Linked DNA regions of Capra hircus: region 2 is linked to region 1. A link is a contact called in public Hi-C data. All regions are on one chromosome and are shown on one strand. Each heading gives the region's core, a stretch centred on a gene start, on an enhancer-like site or on the middle of the called end of the contact. The rest is flanking DNA. Distances are from core to core; before and after follow the strand shown. Region 1 holds the start of C19H17orf96. Region 2 overlaps PCGF2 (polycomb group RING finger protein 2).

Region 1 (3,865 bases), core at 806-3,305:
GGTTGAGGATGCCCCCAGGGAGCTGCCAATCACCTCCCCACCCCCACTACAGCCCCCACCCATCCCCAGGCTCGCCCACAGAAACAACCGGTTTGTCCATCACCAAGGTCTCTCTCCCTCTTTTTTTTTCCTCCTCTTTTGAGTTGTAGCCTTCTCGACTCCCCCTGGGGTGAAGGCCCTGCCCCCAGAGATCCGAGATGGAAGAGGGGAGGGATTGGAATCTACGTCTTTAAGCCTTTTTCGGTTAAGCCTTCTCCCGACTCCAGGCCTTGGTTCTTCTCCAAAGGATGAGGGGGAGGGGGTGTCACTGCAACCAGTTAGGTGCTTGAAGATCACTGTCATTTGAGGTCCTTCTGACCACAGCCCATAAAACCTAAAGAGGACAGGCAAAGGTGAGAAATGAGGCTCTATTCTCGAGCCCGCAGTCTGGCTGTGGCCCCCCCTTTTCCCCCCTTGGCAGAACAGGTCTCACGCTCAGGGCTGCTCCAAGTTGATTCCCCAGAATTTGAGGCCAGGGGGCTCAGGGACAGCGGGACCCCCTATCTGCCACCTCCACAGGGGGTGGGCAGGCGGGGGCTTAGCGTCTCCGTGAAGGCGAAGCGAGGATGCCGGCCCTAAGTCTCCGTCCTCCCCCACCACCAGGGCCGGGGGGCAGGGGAAGCAGTCGAGGAGATTGAAGGTGCTCGTGGTGGGGAGCGTCGGGGTAGGTCGGCGGGGCTGCGCGCTGCGTTGAGGGGGCGCCGGCCGCCGGCGTTTCTTGGCGGCTCCTCGGGCGGGCCCTTTAGCTGGGGGCCGCTCGGGCCCCCGGCGCAAACTCGGAGTGTCGAGGGCGAAACCCTTCGCGTAACACCACAGTTTCGAGCGGCGGATCAGACGATTGAAATGTTCCTGGCGGAGATCGCCGGGCGCGGCCGGAGCTTCGCTGGCCGTCGAGGGGCTGGAGGCCGGTGCCTCGGGGGCGACCTTCGGAGGGTTTCCATCGACTGCGGCTGTCTGGTTCGGCGGGGGCGGTTCCGGCGCGGCCCCAGGCCCCATGGGCTCAGAGGAGAGGCCCGCAGGTGGCGGCGGAGGCCGAGAACCTGGCTCCTGATGCGGGCTAGCGGCGGGGCCAGGCTGAGAGTCGAGAGCCAGGGCTGGCCTAGGCGGAGCCGAGACGGAGCTGGTCGGAGATTCCCGAGGGCGCCGGGGCGCCGGGCAGTGGCCGGGAGGTACGCCGGAGCGAGCGCTGAAGTGCGGGAAACTGCCTCCGCCCTCTTCCTCCTCGCCGCGGCCCCGGCACACTGCGGCGTCGGCATCCTGGCGGGCCGGGGAGTTGGGATCGCTGGACCGCCCGGCCTGTCCCGCGAGGTGCTTCAGGCCATCCGGGGCCCTGCCGCCGGCGCACAGCGGGGCGCAAGGGCCCAGCAGCACCGGAGCCCGCGGCGCCAGCTCCCCAGGCCCCAGGCCCAGAGAGGACGCCCGGGGTTTGGCAAGGGCGCAGAAGGCAAGGGCACGCAGGCACAGAGGAGAGAACTCCTGGGTCCCCCGACGCGGCTTCCGGGGTGTGGGGGAGCAGGGTGACCCTCGCGGGGACCCCGGCACTGCGAGGCGGGGAGCGGGGCACAGAGTCTCCATGGAACTTTCCGGGGGGTTGCCCACTGAGGGGGCCCTGGTCCCAGCGGCGGGATGCCCTGACTGCCCGAAGAGCCCACGGGCGAGGGGAACATCGCCCCCCCTCGACGGGGAGGTCTCTGCTCGCGAGCGCCCCCGGCCCGCACCCGTGGGCCACAGAGCTCCGGGTCCCTCTTCGATCTCGTCACGCGGCCCTCTCGGCGGCCGGACTCCTGGGTCCCTGTGAGTCCCGGCGCGGTCGGCCGCCCTTCCTGCCGCCGCGAGCCCTGTGCAGCCTCGGCGGGAGCCCCTCTTGAGTTGCCCGGAGCGCAGAGGCTGGGGAAACAAAGCGGCCGGCGGCCGCAGGAGGCGGGAAGGACCCCGGGCCCGGCACCCGGTGCCGGGGCCCAGGCGGCGGGGAGGGCGCCTTCCGCCCGCTCGGCTTCTTTCTTCCCCGCTGGCTCCCGGAGACCGCGTTATAGAGAACTGCCCCCTCGCTGCCCCAATACCAGCGCCGGGGCCGCGAGCCCGCCGCTGATTGGGCGGCACTGCTTGTGACGTTGGCCGGGACCCCACCCCTCCCGCGGCACCGCCCCCATCCCCATTCCGCACACAGACACACACACGTGGACCCGGCGCGGCGGCGACTGGGAGGGAGCAGAGGAGGGTGCGTGCGCGGGTGGGATATGGATGGGCTAAATGCGCCGCTGCACGTGGCGCAGTGGCGTCCCAGTGTTTAGTAGCCGCAAAGCACTTCATTTTTTTCCTCAGCAGTCATGGTTTTCGCATCCGTGAAATGGGAACGTTCACATCTACCCCTTTGGAGCTGCATGAGTCAAACAGAGGTGAATCTCAAAGCGAAGTTGAAAGGAAAGATGAAAAGAGGTTGTTTAGCAGCTTTGTACAGCAAGGACTCCTGCGGGCAGAGAATGTTCCCTATCTCTCTGTTTCGGTCGCCTAGAACAGTGCCTGGTACACAGAGGGCTCAAAAAAGTTGTATGAATAGTTAGGAATTCAGTGAGTGTGTGTGCAAGATGAAAAAAGGAAGAATTAAATTTGGAGAGGAGAAGTATCATTACACCCACGAAAGATGATAGACTTTCTCAGTACCTGTTTCCATTTCTCACTTAACTTATAACCGGCCCCTTGAGCAAATTCTGAGTGAGGGGCTGGCTCTGCCATACCCCTTCAAATCCCAAGATTATGCCCTGTGAGGCTTGAACTGCCAAAATGGGTTGAGGAGACCAGAGGAGGAGATACATAGACCCTCACTCTTATCTCCCCTAGGGAGAGTAAAGCAAAGAAAGTGAATTCCATTAAAAACCCGGATAAGGGAGGACCATGTACCTGCAGCGCCTTCCATCCTCTTACCCTTGTTTCGTTTCTGTAGAGCTCACTAATATATGAAAATCTGTGAATGTATTTCTCTTTATCATCTGTCTCTCCCATTAGTCTGGAAATGAGCTGATGAGAAGTTTGTCTTGATCACTTCTGCAACCTCAGTGCTTTGAACAGTGCCCAGACTTAATAGGTGCTCAATAAATATTTGTAAGTGAATGAATGAATCCCTGGAATATTCTTCTCTTGATAAAAATAGGGTCATTGGACTTCTTCCCATCCCCAGAAATATTGAGACTGATACGATGACATAGAATAAGGGTATGTTTGTGGGGGGGTGATGGGTGGTCAGAGAGAGAAATATCTTACTCCCGGGCAGGGGTAAGAGAGGGTTTCTGTAAGAAAACAAATAATGCAGCTTGTATCCTGGTCCTTCTGGTGATGACAACAGAAGTACTGTTTCCCTGACATGTCATCCTGTAACATTTGGGCAGAAAGGGATCAGGAAGCTCTGCCTCCCTTACAACCCTTTTGCAGAAGCTGGAGGTGAAGACCCCAAGATAAGGCAAGCATTTGAGGAACAAGGGGCCCGTGATGTTCGTTTGCTTGAAGCACTCACCCCTTAGCATCTTCTACAGAAGAAATCTGCAGGGAAGCTGCCATGGGGGAGGATCCTGGGATCCTGACAGGTTTGGAGGAAAGTTCTGGAAGGATGATGATCTTCACAGTTGTCTCTTTTGGTGGACAGTGCTGAAAACTTTTACCTTGGAGACTGCAATACCAGACTTCTGTTGCTTATGGAGGAGGGGGCATGTGCTTCAATCTGACCCTCCTCCATACTCTGCAGCTAAGATGCCAGGGGAGTGGGCTTGGGTCCCACCAGTGGGCTTGAGTTTCCCACCTCTGGGAAGGCTTGAACCAGGGGTGCCAGCTGTGT
Region 2 (3,865 bases), core at 619-3,118, 52 kb after region 1:
CATTCCATACGGGGTCTCCCAAAGCAGGATGACCCACTCCAGTACTCTTGCCTGGAAAATCCCATGGACGGAGGAGCCTGGTGGGGTCGTGAAGAGTTGGGCACGACTGAGCGACTTCACTTTCATTTTCATGCATTGGAGAAGGAAATGGCAACCCACTCATATTCTTGCCTGGAGAATCCCAGGGATGGAGGAGCCTGGTGGGCTGCCATCTATGGGGTTGCACAGAGTCGGACACAACTGAAGTGACTTAGCCCAGCAGCAGCAGCAGCAGCAAAGCAGGATGAGCCCAGAGACTAGAGGAGGCCAGAGGACCCCGACCACCCTTCCTGTCCCTTCTGTCCCAAAAAACTACAGGCTCCGGAGAGTATGCAGCATTTATTAAAGCCAGAGATACAAACATCCCAGGGCAGAAGGGCACAGCCACAGCACCTCAGACACAGGACAAGGTGCGAACACAGACAAACCCACTGGGGGATGCCCGGCCCCAAACATGTAGTTGTGATAGAGTGCTGCCTCCTCCCCTCCCCAGTCCGATCTTTGTACATGGGAGGAAAAACAGGTGGGCAGGGGTCTCCTGGGATCTATCCCTCGGGGGTGGACCACTGGACTCCTCAGGATGGAGCTGAGGTCAGACCTTACAGGCTCTGTCTTCTTGTGCTTTCAGATATCTCTGTTGCTCTTTCCTGACTTGGCCTCAGCTGCGGGTGGGGAGGGGACTGGAGAACTGCTTGCCTTTGGCCAAATCTGGGGTCTGTGCTTATCTGAGGTCACCCTGCCTCCACCTCTCCACTCCAGCCCCCAAAGAGACTGCCCCAGCAGCCTTGCTAGTGCGGCCTTCTGGGTGGCGGTGGGGGAGAAGGAATAAAGCAGTTCACGATGTTAACACCACAGGGGAAGTTCAAGGGCTGAGGCCTCCTGTGGCCTGAATCTTCTTTTTCACAAGATAAATGATGCAAAGGCCACACACATGGGGGCGTTGGGGGCAAGGGGAGGGGGGAGGCAAAACTATCTATTCTTTATACAAAGTTCCCACTGCACGAGGAGGAGGTAAGGGAGATGCCCTCTCCACTGCCCACTTGCTCCTCAAAACCAGGCGATAGGCTGCATTTGTAAAAGGCACTGTCTTTGCAATTCTCTGAACATTCAACAATGGTGGGGGGAGGGCACTGATCAGGGTAAGGGTAGGACAGCAGCCAAGAGGGGGAAAGAAACAGAGTGGACCCCATACACAGCCAATTAGAGTTGTGCCTAAAGTTTTGGGGCTTGGTGGGGCCCCTCAGCACCCCATATGTCTTGGGAAACAGGAGGAGGATGCGCAGAGTGCTACTGGGCCTCAAGTGGCCCCTCCAATTCCACCTCTAGGCACTCCCAAAAAGAGCAGAGAGAATTCCACAAGACCCCCTAAAAATGAACACCCCATCCCCCACACATACACACACACATAAAGTTTGTTTCCTGTGGCATTTAAATTAATCTGGTTGGTCCATAAAAAATAAGTATGTATAATTTGGTTTTTCCTATGTACATATATATATAGATTTATTTATAAAACCCATCCCCCACCCCTAAGGTGGGAGGAGCTGGGGAAAATAGAAGAGGTGGAAAAACGGGGCCCAGAAAAAGTGGAGGGGTGGAGAGGCATGGCTGGAAAAGGAGGGAGAGGGTCCCTTTCCTCAAGTTAAGGGGGGCACAGGAGCTCCGTTGACAGTCATCTTGCGCCCCCTGCTGGTGGAGGATGGTGTCTGCAGGCAGTTTGAGGCGCCCCCGTTGGCAGCGGCAGTGGCCCCACCGGCTGTCACAGGGGGAGTGGGGGAGGTGGGGTGGGGGGCCGAGGGGCCATGAGAGCTGGGAGAGCCATGGGAGGGGGTGGCTGGGCTGGGTAGGGAAGAGGAGGTGGCCGGCAGGGTGGCAGGGCTGGGAGCCTTGTCACTGACTGACTCACACTCGGATGCCCCGCTGGTATTGGTGCCCTCGGAGGGGGTGGGTGCTGTGGGCAAGGTGAGTCGCTTGCAGGCTGGCTGGACGCGATACTTGAGGGGGAGAGGGCCATTCTGCAGGGAGAAGGGGAGGGGACGGTGTCAGGAGAAAGAGGCTAATGGGGCAGCCACCCACCTTCACCCATAGCACCCAACAGGGAGAAAGGCAGGACGAGACACACAGGTGGGACTAAGCAAGGCAGGAGAGGAAGAGAGCATGGGTAAGACCAGAGACAGAGAAAAAAGGCAGAGGGAGGCCGGAGAGCAGAAGGCAAAGTTTACTCCTCTGCGGCCACCCAAATTTGCACGTGGTCTGCCCAAGGATCCTTTTTTCCTCCTGAGTATGGAAGGTCATCAGTGAGAGATGGTCTGGAAGGCCACCCTGGACATGCCCAGCCCATGAGACGAGGGATGAACTGTCTCTGATTAGAGCAGCGTGGCCCACGTAATGGCTCAGGGTCCCTCCAGCCCTGTCCCGTCTCATACCACCCCACCCACTCACCCGCCGCCAGGGGTAGATGTAGGCGATGTCCATGAGGGTATAGTATTCCTTCAGTGGCTCGTCCTCATAGAGAACCTCAACCTGGAGGAGACAAGGGCAGATGGCTCAAGGCGCCAGCCATTCGGCAAAGAGGCTCTGGGCAGGTGATCCCTCATCCCTCTGAGGTCACCCGGTGCATCTGACTTCCTCTCAGAGTTGTCTCAACATAACTCCTGACCTGTACATTGTCACCCTGCTTATTTAACTTTTATGCAGAGTACATCATGAGAAACGCTAGGCTGGAAGAAGCACAAGCTGGAATCAAGATTGCCGGGAGAAATATCAATAACCTCAGATATGCAGATGACACCACCCTTATGACAGAAAGTGAAGAAGAACTAAAGAGCCTCTTGATGAAAGTGAAAGAGGAGAGTGAAAAAGTTGGCTTAAAGCTCAACATTCAGAAAACGAAGATCATGGCATCTGGTCCCATCACTTCATGGGAAATAGATGGAGAAACAGTGGAAACAGTGTCACACTTTATTTTGGGGGCTCCAAAATCACTGCAGATGGTGATTGCAGCCATGAAATTAAAAGACGCTTACTCCTTGGAAGGAAAGTTATGACCAACCTAGATAGCATATTGAAAAGCAGAGACATTACTTTGCTAACAAAGGTCTGTCTAGTCAAGGCTATGGTTTTTCCAGTGATCGTGTATGGATGTGAAAGTTGGACTGTGAAGAAAGCTGAGCGCCAAAGAATTGATGCTTTTGAACTGTGGTATTGGAGAAGACTCTTGAGAGTCCCTTGGACTGCAAGGAGATCCAACCAGTCCATTCTAAAGGAGATCAGTCCTGGGTATTCTTTGGAAGGACTGATGCTAAAGCTGAAACTCCAATACTCTGGCCACCTCATGGGAAGAGTTGACTCATTGGAAAAGACTCTGATGCTGGGAGGGATTGGGGGCAGGAGGAGAAGGGGACAACAGAGGAGGAGATGGCTGGATGGCATTACCGACTCGATGGACATGAGTTTAGGTGAACTGTGGGAGTTGGTGATGGACAGGGAGGCCTGGCGGGCTGCAGTTCATGGGATCACAGAGTCAGACACGACTGAGCGACTAAACTGAACTGAACTGCACTCCTGACCAGCAGGTGGGAAGGGATCCAGAGATGCCCACATCATCAAGCCACCCCTGGCCATCCACACAGTGCTCTGGGTCCCTTTCTATTTCTGGCATGTTCTCCAGAGGAGCCAACAGGCACAGAAAGGGCCCCAGGGAGAACGCACAAGGTGGAATCACACCAGCGCCTGGATCCCACTCCAGAGATTGTTTTAACTGCTAAGACGTGACTTGAGTTTTAATCTTGAGAAGTTATTCCTCATGTGATTCTGACATGTGGCA

Evidence for each region. A called contact is a pair of places that touch in the nucleus more often than the background predicts.
Region 2: a contact with region 1 is called in a Hi-C map of blood, with 6 times the contacts expected there. The contact joins the enhancer-like site here to the promoter of C19H17orf96 in region 1. A contact is called at or near these places in 2 of 5 Hi-C or Micro-C datasets (both in blood).

Annotation. Positions count from the first base shown.
Region 1 is chr19:38,932,290-38,936,154 of ARS1.2, forward strand. C19H17orf96 reads right to left here and starts at 2,056. Exons shown (of 1, transcript XM_018064974.1): 1 at 1-2,056. The coding sequence starts at 1,614. The coding sequence ends at 475.
Region 2 is chr19:38,984,778-38,988,642 of ARS1.2, forward strand. PCGF2 (polycomb group RING finger protein 2) reads right to left here. Exons shown (of 10, transcript XM_018064982.1): 9 at 2,482-2,562; 10 at 364-2,054. The coding sequence ends at 1,677. Among named protein-coding and RNA genes, the nearest start is that of CISD3, 5.1 kb to the left of the region's middle. Within about 2 kb of position 1,869, at least 1 of the 5 cell types and tissues checked has an H3K27ac peak or open chromatin away from gene starts, as enhancers often do.